Linked DNA regions of Sus scrofa: region 1 is linked to region 2. Evidence: chromatin contacts called from public Hi-C data. All regions are on one chromosome and are shown on one strand. Each heading gives the region's core, a stretch centred on a gene start, on an enhancer-like site or on the middle of the called end of the contact. The rest is flanking DNA. Distances are from core to core; before and after follow the strand shown. Region 1 has its middle 19 kb from the start of YWHAH. Region 2 holds the start of PRR14L (protein PRR14L).

What was found. A called contact is a pair of places that touch in the nucleus more often than the background predicts.
Region 1: a contact with region 2 is called in a Hi-C map of embryonic fibroblasts, with 2.5 times the contacts expected there. The contact joins the enhancer-like site here to the promoter of PRR14L in region 2. A contact is called at or near these places in 1 of 5 promoter capture datasets (liver), 11 of 47 Hi-C or Micro-C datasets (blood, brain, embryonic fibroblasts and 5 more) and 2 of 2 datasets of contacts at active chromatin or transcription factors (alveolar macrophages and skeletal muscle).

Annotation. Positions count from the first base shown.
Region 1 is chr14:48,559,454-48,565,970 of Sscrofa11.1, reverse strand. No RefSeq gene overlaps it. Among named protein-coding and RNA genes, the nearest start is that of YWHAH, 19 kb to the right of the region's middle. Within about 2 kb of position 3,645, at least 12 of the 83 cell types and tissues checked have an H3K27ac peak or open chromatin away from gene starts, as enhancers often do. A contact at or near this core is called in embryonic fibroblasts, liver and retroperitoneal adipose tissue, where this site is marked.
Region 2 is chr14:48,416,531-48,423,566 of Sscrofa11.1, reverse strand. PRR14L (protein PRR14L) reads left to right here and starts at 5,327. Exons shown (of 8, transcript XM_021073914.1): 1 at 5,327-5,535. It overlaps DEPDC5 (DEP domain-containing protein 5), which reads right to left and starts at 1,779. Exons shown (of 42, transcript XM_013983091.2): 1 at 1,649-1,779; 2 at 670-793. The coding sequence starts at 727.

The sequences.
Region 1 (6,517 bases), core at 2,396-4,895, 140 kb before region 2:
GAAGACTCTTCAACAAACAGCCTGGGTGACCTGAGTGAGCAGGTGGAACAAGGCCTGCTCTGTTACTGGACCCAGAATCGTTCCTCTCCCCCACATGCTCCCTCTCCTCATCCCGCTGGAACCTGCCCAGCTTGCCTGCAAACTCACCTGCCTTACGGAGGCCCTGCCCCGAGCGTGGCGGACACTGGTGAACCCTAGGTGGCAGCAAAGGCCGGAGAAAGTATCCCAGAACGGTCCGTCCCTTCTTCCCTAATTCCGGAAAGGCCTGGAAGAATAGACCCACTTCACAGAGAACTGAAGTCTAGAGCGGCAGGATCGTGCTCACAGCCCTCAGCGATTTTGAACTCTGACTTCTGCCCCAGGACAAGAGACAAAGCAGAGGGACAGGCTAACAGGGAGGGTCCAGAGACCTGTCATCCCAACCTTGTGACCGAAGGGGTCATCTCATCTCTCTGAGGCTGTTTCTTTACCTGTAGCATTAGGGATGAGAAGGGCACCTGTTTCACAGAACGTTTTGAGGATTAACTGATACACTATAGGGAAATCACTTGGCACAGTGCCTGACACACGGTAAGTGCTCAGTAAATACTCACAAATTTGCACAGCAGCATCCCGCAGGCCTCCAGGACCATGTCTAGCAGCTGTCGAAGTGTGATGGTCTTTTTTAATATGTCCACTTGGCTAGGTTACAGTCCCAGTTATGCAATCAAACACTAACCTAGATGTTGTGATGAAGATATTGTGTAGATGCAATTAAATTACATTTTGTAGATGCAATTAAATCAATTGACTTCAAGGGAGATTATCCTAGATAATCTGGATGGGTCTGATTTAATCAGAGGGAAGGCCTTAAGAACAGAGCTAAGGCTTCCCTTGAGGAAGAAGAAATTCTGCCTGTGAACAGCACCTCCTGCTCTTGGCAGGAGTTCCATCCTGCACCTAGTGGTTTCAGACTTGCCTAACCAGCCCCACACTAGCATAAATCAACTCTTTGCAGTAAATCAGTTCCTACTGATACCATTTCTCTGGTTAAACCCTTACTAATACACAGAGGAAACAAGGTGTGTATGTGGGTGGGTGGGTGTGTGTTGGGATCACAGGGCCCAATCCTCATGTTCACACACTCCTTTTTAGTCTCAGGATAGCCTGTGCCTTTAGGGTCCTTTAGGGAGTTTGGAGGCTAAAACAAAACCATGGCTGTTTAGTGGCAGTGCTGGAGGTCAGGCTAAGAGGTGGATGGAGGTAGGAGGGCCCCAGTGCAGGCCTCTTACTCCTTTTCACCACCCCTGCCCCCAGGCTGCAACCTCATGGATATGACCTACTTTTTCTGTAATCCTCTTTTCCCAAGGGAGGCCAGGCTGATCCTCCTCCCCCTGCAGCAGGCACAGGATTGGAAGGAGGGGTACAAACCATGCTATCTCCCCAGGAGCCAGCTGGTGAGAAGGAGGCTTCTCCCTCAGACACCAGCCGGTCCTCGTGTCCCTGCCCCTGCCTCTCCTGCCTCCATCCCACGAGCCGTGTGTCACGCAGACACCTACACTTCTGCCCTCCTGCCCTAATCCCAGCAGCCACTAACATCCCTCAACCCCAGTCTACACTGAAGCGCCGTGCCGAGCGCTTTACTGACTTCATTCAGCCTCAGCACAAACCCATGGGGCAGGAATTCCTACTGTCATTATCCCCACCTTACAGAGGGGGATGCTGAGGCACAGAGCTTCTTCTTCCTGGGAAGAACAGCCCCAGGTGGGACCCACAAGTTCATCTGAGAACACGTGTGGTGAAAAGAACGGGGCCTCAATGGTGAGACACTGTGGAGCCGAGGGATCTCATTCCTTCACAGACCCTCTGTTCTCGCTTCAGCACAGGTAGCAGTGGTGAAGATGAAGGGTGTGGCCAGCCTGAAGGCACTTTACTTCATTTCCTTCCCTCCTTCTTCCACCAGGAAACTGGAGAGGCTGTGGAACATGGTCTGGGGGGAAGGGGATGGGCTCAAGTCAGCCCGCCTGAGTCTGAGGCCTTGTGTAGCCACTTGTGACAGTGAGGCCTTCAGCAAGTTCTGGAACCTATCGGAGCCTCAGTTTCCCCATCTGTGAGATGGGCCAGTGAGGAACTCCCACACAGGGCCCTGTGGGGACAGTGAAGCAGCGCTGGCATAGGCCTCAGGCCTGCAGCCTGTTCTCCCCACTTTGGTTACATGGTTGGTGAAAGTGAAGGCCCATGTCATAGACAGAGATGGTCATTTACTGCTCAGCAGACATGGCCTCCCACCCCCTAAAACCAAACCATACTGAAGCCTGCTTCTCCCAGGACGCAGCATAAAGGAGCCGCTCATTTTAAAGGCTGCCCCGGCCCCTGCCTGGGCACCTCCTGAATTGTCCCACCCTGGGCTCTTCTCTGGCTTACCTTAATCCCAGCCCTGCAGAGACATCACTCCCCATCCCAAGGCCCCCAAGCCATCCCAGGTGTCACCCTTCCTGACCTTCACCCCGTGTCTAGTCCTCCAGCAAATCCTGCCAGCTCTGCCTCCCAAATATATGCACATATATGGACTCATCATCCATCTCACAGTCACAACCCAAACCCAGCTCCCTGCCCCAAATATCCCTCCTGGGCAGACTGCTCTCCACTCTGCCCCACATAGCAGCCTGAAGGGGTGGTTAAGATGCAAACAGGATCATGTCTCCCATTGCTATAAACACTTCCATGGGGCTGCCCAGTGCTCTGGCCTCTGAGGCCAGGGGAGGCCTGGTCCCCACCACCTCTCCATGCTCATTTCCCACAGTCTCCCTCCTGCTCTGCAACTGGCCACCAGCCTCCCTTCAGTTCCTGGTTTCCCGGTGTTCTGCATACTCCCTTTGCAGATGCTATTCCCTCTGCCAACCAGACTTCTCCCCACACTACACCACCACCCCCTACTAACACCCTCCTGCCCAGGCTGCTTCGGGTACTTTGGTTAAACACACCCCTGGCTCTCTGTGCCTTCCCTTCTGAACCCTGCACTCGGACTGCACCACAGCAGTCATCAGATGATTGAGGGATTACCTCAATCCCACCACAAGCACACACACACGTACACATTTGACTGTGAGCTCCATTAGGCCAGGACCTGAGCTAGTTCTGTCACTGTGGCATCTCTGGTGCCTGCACATGGAAGAGCAGAGTCCATGCTTATGGGATGAGCCACAGGAGAAGGAGTGAGGTTCAGCACCTGCCTGGCTGTGGGTGGGGACCGCATGCCCTGGTTTGCTTAGGGAGGCCCAGTTTTCACTTGTCATCTGGAATAGTAATAGGGATGCCTTCATTCACTCTCAAGTGTCCCAATTTGGTGACATATTAAATGGTCAGCCTAGTTATCGGAAAGAAGGGGTTCACCCCAGAACATCTGTTCATTACTGCTCCAAGTTGGTTTCCCACTTTTCCCTTACAAGCCCAAAGCTTTTTCCTCTTGTTCTTGAGACCTTTTTCTAATATTCTCCCTATACTGCCCTCAAGGCCCCAGAAATACCTAAGAATTCTATTTGCCCATTTTACTGCAGAACTGTCCTCCTGGAGCATTGCCATGGTGATCAAATGATGTCACTGCCCTAGAAACAGTTGCCTAGGAGATGAGTGATGTCACTTCCAGGAGATGATTACCATGGAAACCCTCTTGCTGGAACTAGGGGGTGGTCAGGAAAGTGAAGGGGGTGGAGGGCGGATGCAGAAGGGACAAATGTGAAGGGCGGAAGGAAAAGGGAGGGGGGAGAGCAGGAAGAAGGCCAGGAAGAGGATGGGAGCCATCCCAGAGCAGTCGAAAATAACACAGAACCACAGAATCTCTGAAATGGAAAGTCCCCCAGAGATAACCCCAAGCATCTGCCTTGTTTTTAGAGGCTGCTGAGAGGTCAGGACATGCTCAAAGTCACACTGCCAGTTTACGGGTGATGTTAAAACCAACCCCAAGGCCTCATGACCATGATTTCTTCTGTGGCTCATTCGTGGGTTTGGATGTGGAAATGAAGGATTCCTTTCGGTCATTTCTTTTTTCAAAATTCTGGCCTGAGAGCAGTCATTTATTCATGAATTCAGTAAATTCTTATTGTGGGCTGGGCCCTGAGAAGAACCTGAATAACATTTTCAAAGTTACTGTATTGTTCTGTATTTTTATTGTATCCCCCATTGGTGTTAGCCCCCCCAGACAGGTAACTCACCAAGGTGTCCACTCCCAGCACCCTGCACAGAGCATGCCACACAGTAGGAGCTCAACTTGTTTGTTGACTGAAGATGGGAGATAAATGTCATCATGTGGTTTAGACCAACAGTACAGGAGCCCAGAGAGGGGCTCACAGCAGCTGGCAGGAAGGTAGGGTTTCCTAGATAGAACTTGAATAGGCCCAGAGCAGAAAACCATTCCAGAAGAAAGAGTAATGACCTGAGCCAAAGTGAGAGAGAGGCTGAATGAGTTGGGTCCAGCTGGGGAGTGCCGGGGCCAGCTCAGCAGGATGGGGCTGAAGAACGGGTGCTGTGGAACTTAGGGAAAAATAGTTAACATAAAACAAGACACAGAGACATTTATCTTAAGTAAAGGTGGGAGCCAGGGACTCAAGGTCTCAGGGACCAAGAGCGCGGGACTCAAGGTCTCAGGGACCAAGAGCGCCGGGAACTCCAGATCTCAGGGACCAAGAGCCCTGCCTCAAGAAACCACACTGCTTTTATTGTGAGATCAAGTGAGGAGTGGCTATGGGTGGATCATACAGGGTTTACTATTATATAAGTTCTTTTACTATTTAAAAAGCCACTTAGGTGGTAAAGGGTTAAGCTCTTACTCTGACCTCTAGGCACATAACAGTTCTTAAGCTTAAGTCACTTATGCCTTTAGGTCTTTGCTCTTAAGCTTAAGTCATTTACCAGCACTGTGACTGTTTTTCCAAGAAGGAAGATGGGATAAAGTAAAGAAGGACAAGATGGAGTTTTCAAGGAAACATGTCTTGCAACAGGGAAGAGATTTCAATCAGTGATGCTTGGAGTTTCTGTTATGGTTCAGTGGCTTAAGAAGCCGACTAGTATCCATAAGGATGAGGGTTCAATCCCTGGCCACGTTTAGTGGGTTAAGGATCTGGCATTGCCATGGCTGTGGTGTAGGCCGGCAGCTGCAGCTCCCATTCGACCCCCAACCTGGGAACTTCTGTATGTCGTAGGTAGGGCCTAAAAACAAAACAAAACAAGAAATCAGTTGGTGATGCTTTGGTCCACCTCTTAAGTCATCCTGTAGGTGTTGCCCTACAGACACCTCCCCTTCTGGTGGTAAAAGGAGCTCCAAGCATTGTTGGGGAAAAGCATCAAGGTCCATGTCACTGGATATGCCTGAGGGTGGGGTGGGGCAGCAAATAAAAAAGACTGAGGTGACTGAAGAGGCAAATGTAAAAAGAGGTAACAGAGAAGTGGGCTGGAGGAAGGAAGAAGTCCCATTGAGGGAGACCTGGACTGTCAGGCTTTCAGCCTCTGCCTGAAGGTGACATGTTCATGACAAGAACAAGGGCCTTGGAGTCCCACACTCTCTGCTACTTCCAGCTGTGTGACCACGTGAAAGTAACTTTTCCTCTCAGAGCCTCTCTATTGGGGCTCAGCCTAGATCACAGGAATGTTAGCTTTGAATTAAAATGCATGTAAAGCCCACTTTGCAGGTGACCGCTGAGTCACCCTCAAAAGGCAATTGGCAAATGTCATTTTCCCTCTCCTTCCTGGTACAGCCTCTGCCATTCAGAACAGCATAGGAGCTGGACTTTGGGAAAATGAACTTGCCAGTGGATTCCTGTGTCTTTAGTTCACTCACCCTTTTGCTTTGCTTGGTGCCATAGGGGCCCATGGTCCAGTGAAGGTGGAAGAGAGAGGTGCTGGATAACTTGGAATGATAACGTAAAGACTGACCCACAACCATCGGGTGGGAGGCTTCAATCAGATCAGAGGTTTCATAAATAGACGCCTTCAATAGACCTTGAAGAAATGATGTGATTTGGGTAGGATCAGAGATTGGAAAGGACAGAGACCAGAGAAGCAGAGGGGCTAGCTATTTTTATAACTTTTCTAGAACTCCTTTTCTCCATGGTGTGATGGGAAAAACCTTGAGGTAGGACTGGCCCAGTTTTATCTCCATGTTATCTCTTACCAGCTATGTATCTCATACCACATGATACCTCATTTTCTCATCTGTTAAAAATATTTTCAGGGAGTTCCCGTCGTGGCTCAGTGGAAAGGAATCTGACTAGGAACCATGAGGTTGCGGGTTTGATCCCTGGCCTCACTCAGTGGGTTAAGGATCTGGCGTTGCTGTGAGCTGTGGTGTAGTTTACAGACATGGCTCCGATCTGGTGTTGCTGTGACTATGGAGTAGGCCAGCGGCTACAGCTTGTTCAACCCCTAGTCTGGAAACTTCCGTGTGCTGCAGGTGCGTCCCTAAAAAGACATAAAAAAAAAAAAAAAAAAAAATTCATTCCTACTTTCCAGGGTCACTGAAAAGACTCAGAGACCATGCACCTAA
Region 2 (7,036 bases), core at 4,078-6,577:
ATACATACATATATACTCATATATACACATATATGCTGAATGAATCACTTTTCAATGCACCTGAAACAAACACAACATTGTAAATCAACTATACATCAACTAAAATTAAAAAACAAAACAAAACAAAACAAAACACCCAAATAGGAATTCCCATTGTGGTACAGCAGAAACAAACCCAACTAGTATCCATGAGGATGCAGGTTCAATCCCTGACCTTGCTCAGTGTGTTGGGGATCCAGCGTTGCCATGAGCTGTGGTGAAGGTGGTAGACACAGCTTGGATCCCGCATCACTGTGGCTGTGGCATAGGCCAGCAGCTGTAGCTCCAGTTCAACCCCTAGCCTAGGAACTTCCATATACTGTGGGAGCATCCCTTAAAAAAAAAAAGCAAAAATATAAATAAATAAATATCCAAACAAATGAAGAGTAGTAAGCTGGCAATATTCACAATGTGCCTTAAAATGCAAATAAAAATGCTTGCAGAAGGAACCTGTGCTCTCCCTGGTCCTGCTACCCTCCTTGCTATGGTATTACACTTGCTGCTTCACTCTGTTAAATTGCCTGCCTAGCCCCAACTGTCACATGAGTCAGTGTGTAAATTTCAAGGCACCAGAGACACACTAGTACCTCAGCCAAATTACACAACCTCCGAAGACCAGTCAATACTGACCACTGCCCCCAAAGCCCTTCTTGTGGATGACGAGTTTGTAGACCTTTGTTGTTCTCATCTTGTACTGTTGTTTCCTTCAGCTGTTCCAAGCTTGGGGGAGCGAAATCATCTTGCCTCCCTGACACTGAAACACAAACAAAAAGGCTGGAATGTCAGATCTTTCCTTGCAAGGGTTCTTTGATTTTAGATCAGTGAAAATACTAGCCCTGATCATTTGAGCGGTGACACCAACTCCCTGGATGAAATCACTCCTCCAATTATCAGGAGGGATGGAGAACAAACAGACCAACGAATCTGAGAACGAAAGGGAATTCGGGCCAGGGTCCAGCCCAACCTCCACGAAGATACTTTATCACACACCAAAGGGAAAACTTGGAGTGAATGAGGCACTCACCGCCTTGCCTCTATCTAAACCAACAACGCCAAATATTAAGAAGATCTTAAGAGGTTAGGCACACTCATTCTGTAGACGAGGAGAGTGAGGGCCAGCGCAAGAGACTTGCTCAGGTTCCTGAGACTGAGAGGCGCTCCCACTGTTCACGTTTCGCCATTGATGTCCTGGGCAAGGAGAATGTAAATAGAAGGAAAGCACGGGTTCCTTCACCAAACCTCCAGCTGCACAAACTCATCGGTTCCTCTTCGCACCCCCCTCATTCCCTAGCTGATGCGACCGCGGCTCAGAGACTGACAAGACTTGCCTGAGGTCACACAGCGGTTTGGGGGTGGGGATGGGTCCAGGATTCGAACCTGGGCCACGGCCCCCTCCCTCCTGATCCTCAAACCAGGGCCCCGGCGGCCAGCTCCACTCACCCGCAGCTCCGGAGCCACTTCCCGCTGGAGGCCCGGACTCCGAGAGCCCGACCGTGGCCGGGGCCCCTGTGCGTCCTCCGGACGCCCCGCCTACGCCCTCAGTGCCGGTGCAGCTCCGGTGCCCTAGCTCCAGGAGCCGGTCGGCCCTCCCCAGCCACCAAGCGCTCACCTGAGAACCCGCGCTGCTCCGGTGGCTCCGCCCCTGGGTACCGCCCCCTTCCCGCCCACCCCCACCCCCCTACCCCCGGGCCGCTCTGGCCGGGCCTCCGCCTCGTCTCGGTGTCCGAGCCACTTCCCCATCCGGGGCTCGCGCCGGGGGCGGGGCTGCGCGTGTAGCTTCTTGGTCGGATTGCATGTAGTAGTTTCCCACTCGGGAGTCTGATGGCTCCCGACTGGGGAAGGGGAGTGCTTTTCCTCCCAGACGTTCCGAAGTAGATCCGAGTCCAAGAGATTCGCTTTCGACCTAGTGATTTGCGCAACAGGGCAAACTCGAATGAGTGTCCCAGGATCTGTAAACGAAGTTATGGACCTTCGCCTGGCCTCACAGGGCTACTGAGGCACAAAATAGTTTCTGGGAGAATTTTTGTAAAATGGAAAGGGCTGAGCACGTGCGACCTAGTGCGATAGCCCCTGCTGGGAAGTATCCACTTTGGGGAGGACTATTTCAAATCCTTCCAAACCCCAAGTGGCGTTCCGTGCCTGTCTGGTTCTTAATAATAGCTACCATAGCTTTCACAGACATACTTATGTAATTGTCACATCCTTTTTAGGTGGCAGAGACACTCTTATTCACAGACAGGGAACTGGCAGAGGACACGAAACAACTCTGAAGGGAGCAAGGACAGATCTTGACACTCCAGTCCAACTTGGCTCCGAAAGCTGAGCATTTAACCAGCATCCTCCCATCTCACTCCAGGGCTCATCCTAAACCGTTTTCAGTCTGAAGATCTTTCTCTTCTCAAGGAAAAAATCAGAGCTGTGTGGGCAGTGACTGAAGTTGGCCAAGGGCTCCTGGCAAGTTGCGAGCTCCAACTAACTGACCTACAGTTTTCAGAAATTCTCTGAATGTTGAAAGAAAAAAAAAGCATCGCATACCACAGAGAGACTGCTGAGTGGGTGAAGGGGGCCCCTGTAGCAAGACCCACCTGTGATTTTACTTTAGGATTCAGAAGTTAAATAACTCTTAAATAATTGTATTTTTTTAATAGTAAAGAAAACATGTAATCAGGTAGACTGCAACAGTTGCAAAAGTTTTCAGGGATAAAATGTTAAGTATAAAAGACATTTTTATGTTGCTAGTTCACCCAGATCCCCCAGGCTGTCTTCTCTGAGGCTGTTGGGCACTCCTTCCATCCCACACAGAGTTAATGGGACTCTGTCCCTGGCCCTTAGGGGAATCTGATTCCTTCTCCTGAAGGATGTTCATAGTTAACAAATATTTCAGTTTTGGCAAAAATTTGTCAAAACAAAACAAAACAAAAAACCTTAACAAGGTTTTCTTGGGGTTTTTTGGTCTTTTTAAGGCCATGGCATATGGAGGTTCCTAGGCTAGGGGTTCAATCGGAGCTGTAGCCGCTGGCCTTTGCCAGAGCCACAGCAACTCAGGATCTGAGCTGCGTCCGTGACCTACACCACAGTTCACAGCAACGCCAGATCTTTAACCCACTGAGCAAGGCCAGGGATTGAACCTGTGTCCTCACAGATTCTAGTCGTGTTTGTTAACCACTGAACCATGACGGGAGTCCTGACAAGTACTGAGATTTTAAAAAATTGTCTAAAGCTGGTCAAAGTTAGTGATGGCTGGAAGGGATAGCTACCCAGACTAGGGATCCAGTGGCCTTTATTCTGCAATAACTTATGGGATTATTTGTTTTTAGCTGCGTGGCTTTGCACAAGATATTTCTTTTTTCCTTAAATTTCTCCCCTCTCAGGTCGGAATACAAAGTGGTTGTTTTCATCCTCCCCAAGGTATTTGAGGGCCAAATGAGGTGAAGGACATGTTACATTAGATCTTTGAAATTAAAAACAAAAAATTAGAGCGCCATATAAATATAACCAAAAGCATGGATTTTATCAGGGAACTGGCTCTCCCCAACTTTTAAAGCATTGAATGATATAGATGGTGCTTCTTTGGGATCCCTTTGTGCTTAATACAGAGCTAGAAACAAGGCTGAGGCTATGGTGAGGTAGGTGAGGCTAATGAAGGCACTTGCCTTACTAAAGGCACAAAAAGTTAATGGGATGCCAGAAAACTCAGCAAGATAAACAATAATTTGATTAAAAAATAAGAATTAATACAAAAATCCACGTTTTTTAAAATAAAGACAAGATCAGTAATGGTGCTGTGCAGCCATATTAGAGCCTAAGGCAAAAGACAAACCAGTAATAATGGGTTTCTCTGATCCTCTTTTTTTTTTTTTTTGTCTTTTTCAGGGATGCACCCTCAACATATGGAGGTTCCCAGGCTAGGGGTTGAATGGGAGCTGGAGTCGTTGGCCTATGCCACAGCGGCACCAGATCTGAGCCATGTCTTTGACCTATACCACAGCTCATGGCAATGCCAGATGCTTAACCCGCTGAGTGAGGCCAGGGATGGAAGCTGTATCCTCATGGATACTAGTCAGAATTGTTTCTGCTGAGCAACGATGGGAACTCCATCAGGTCCTCTTTTGTAGGCATGTAGTTGCCTGAGAAAGAACTTGAGGACTTGGATACTGTAAACGTAGAAATATTTTAAAGTGAACTTCTAGTTAGTTCATCCTAACAGCATCTATAGTAGCCTATATTCTGGAAATATGGATTCAGCCTGTAAACAATACCGTTGGCACTTGGTTTTGTATGTCCCCAAGCCCTAACTAAAGCTTGGAAAGCCACTATGGCAGATAAAATGATACAAGTGTTGACTGGTTCAAAGACACTTTGACCAGAGAAGAGAGGATTGGAGTTCCCGTCATAGTGCAGTGGAAACGAATCCGACTAGGAACCATAAGGTTGAGGGTTCGATCCCTGGCCTTGCCTAATGGGTTAAGCATCTGGCGTTGCCATGAGCTGTAGTGTGGGCTGATGAAGCGGCTCGGATACTGCGTTGCTGAGGCTGTGGTATAGGCCAGGCAGCTGTAGTTCCGATTCGACCCCTAGCCTGGGAACCCCCATATGCCAAGGCTGTGGCCCTAAAACGCAAAAAAAAAGGGGGGGGTAGAATTATTGCCTCTTGCAAACCTCTAGCTCTCTAATCAGACAGGTTAATAACTCCAAGAAGCAACTGATTTCTGCTTAACAAAAGGTTCTGTGTCTTGGGGCGAGTTAATTGTATGCTCTGGACGTTTTCAATTTCCTCTTGAATAAACAGTCTTTTCCTTCCTTCAAATATCTGTTGAGTGTCTGCTTGTGCAAGACACTGCATTAGGTGCTGAGCATAGGTTGATGAACAAAACTAAGGCGCGAGGGACAGATAATAGAGTCAATAAATAGATGAACTGGCAGCTTCAGCTTGTGTTAAAGCTATGAAGAAATCGAAACAAGACGCTCTAAAGGAGATGGAGTAGGGGAATGGCATGATCTGAAACACTGATTCCAAGTATAAAATGATCTCTTGGGATGCCAAGGGAGAAGCCGGGAGGGCCCTGGAGTTGCAGTCATTCGGGCCGGAAAAAGGGACTGGATCACGGCGGTAACAGTGGAATCAGACGCTGACCCTGAGCTCAGCAGGAGCAGAGTTAAAAGGTGTGTTTCCCTTTAACAGTCCAGGCCTCAGGGGCGGGGCAGAGGGCGGCACAAGCTAACAGAGGGAGGGAGGTCCCACGCAGGAAGAGCCGTCCTTAGGAGTGCGCGCCCGCGCGCGCGCGGTGCGAAGGCGGGACTTGGGCGAGCCCGCATGGCTGGCCCGGGCCCGGATGAGGAAGTGCGGGGGGACCATAGAGACGAAGAGGCGGCGGCGGCCGGAGCGCCTCCGGGCTCGCGGGGCTCCGCAGGCTCAGTTAGACTTGGAGGCGTCGGGGCTGCGGCTGCAGAGGCTGGGCTGGCGGGGCGAGCGCGGGCCGCGGAGCAGGCCTCAGGGTAAGAAGCTGGGGAAGCGAAGGCTTCGGGCATATCCGCCCCGCCCCACTCCAGCTTGAGTCGACCCTCCGCCGGGCGGTGCAGGCTGAAGGGAGCCCGGGCCCCCCGCCTTCTCAGGGCGCTGAAGGGAACGCAGCTGTGCTGAGGACGCGGAGCGACCCGGGGAGAGGGAGGAGACCGGGCCCCGCGTTGCGAGAGGAAAACGGCTTCTCTGAGTCATGGCTCCGCGGGGAATGAGAGACTCCTGTTCGACCTCGATATGGCGAGGGACCCCCCAACTTCTCTCCTCCGGGAGGGCGACGCCCCTTGTCGTGGGCAAACGTGCTTCTCCTGCTCCAGTGCGCTTGTCAGCAAAGGGGGATCCGCTCCCGTGTGCGAGAGGGCGATTCCTAACTTATTTTAGGGGGGTGGGGTGGGGATCTCTCTTTTGGTCAGCGACTCCCAGGTGAGGAGACTCAACTTGCCTAAAAGTGACAGAAGGTTTTTTTTTTTACCCCCTGTAAGAGGGTGACCTACCTTTCCTCCTTATTTTTCGCCTTTACCCCGAGATACAGAGAAGACGACCCTGAATTTACTTTGTGGTGGTGGAAGTCAGCCTTTCTCCCCTCCCCCAGTCCCATCCACAGAGGGAGCCTCGCTTCTCTGCTCCCGAGTCTCTTGGTGTGTCTTGAGCTCTCTTCCCTTGCACAATGAAGAGCCCTGCGTTTGGAGTGTGATGGATGCCAGCCTGTGTCTCCCAGTTCCCATCTTTGTGACCTTGACTAATTGCTTCACCTTTTCTCAGTCACCCCATCTCTAATTTGGGTACTCTTTTCCGAGAATTGTCCTAATGGCTAAAGGAAATTTTGTGTGAGTGTGCTTAGTACGTTGTAACTTTTTGGCACATTGTTGCTATTACTGTTACTTATTTGTTTTTTAAAAAAGGTAACTAGTATCTTCCACAGAGAAACATTTTTCCATGCAGGCTCCTTCTATTCCCCTCCCCTCGCCCCCCGCCATCACTTTCTCTCAAGAGAGAAGGCTTTTCACCTGGGGCAGAGAAAGAGGCACTCCTTCTCTCTTACCTACCTTATTTCCCAAATTAACAAAGAAGGTCTCAATTAGAATAATGGCGGTGGCGGTGGGGAGAGGAGAATGTTTTTGGAAGCAGGTCTGTACTCCTAGAGGGAGATCTGTTACCAGAAGCCAGCCTTTCCTTTGTCCACAGAAACTACCATTCTTCGCTACTGGTCGGAGATGCCCTCTCTGTCTCCCTACTTGTTCTAGCAACAAAATAGCTTCCTTCTATCTCATCTGCACGGCCCCCTCTTCCAAAGACTCATCTTCCAACTACTTTCTCTTGCTTTCCCAGGAAAAATAAGACTCTATACCTTTGAGGGGAGGACTCTTTCCTGCTGTATATTTAGAGTGGCACAGATGGTTTCTTTTCTCCCCTTCTTTTGAAAAAGGAATGAAAATCTTTTATGCAGTCTTTGTCAGTAGAAGTCAGGAGCATTTTCAC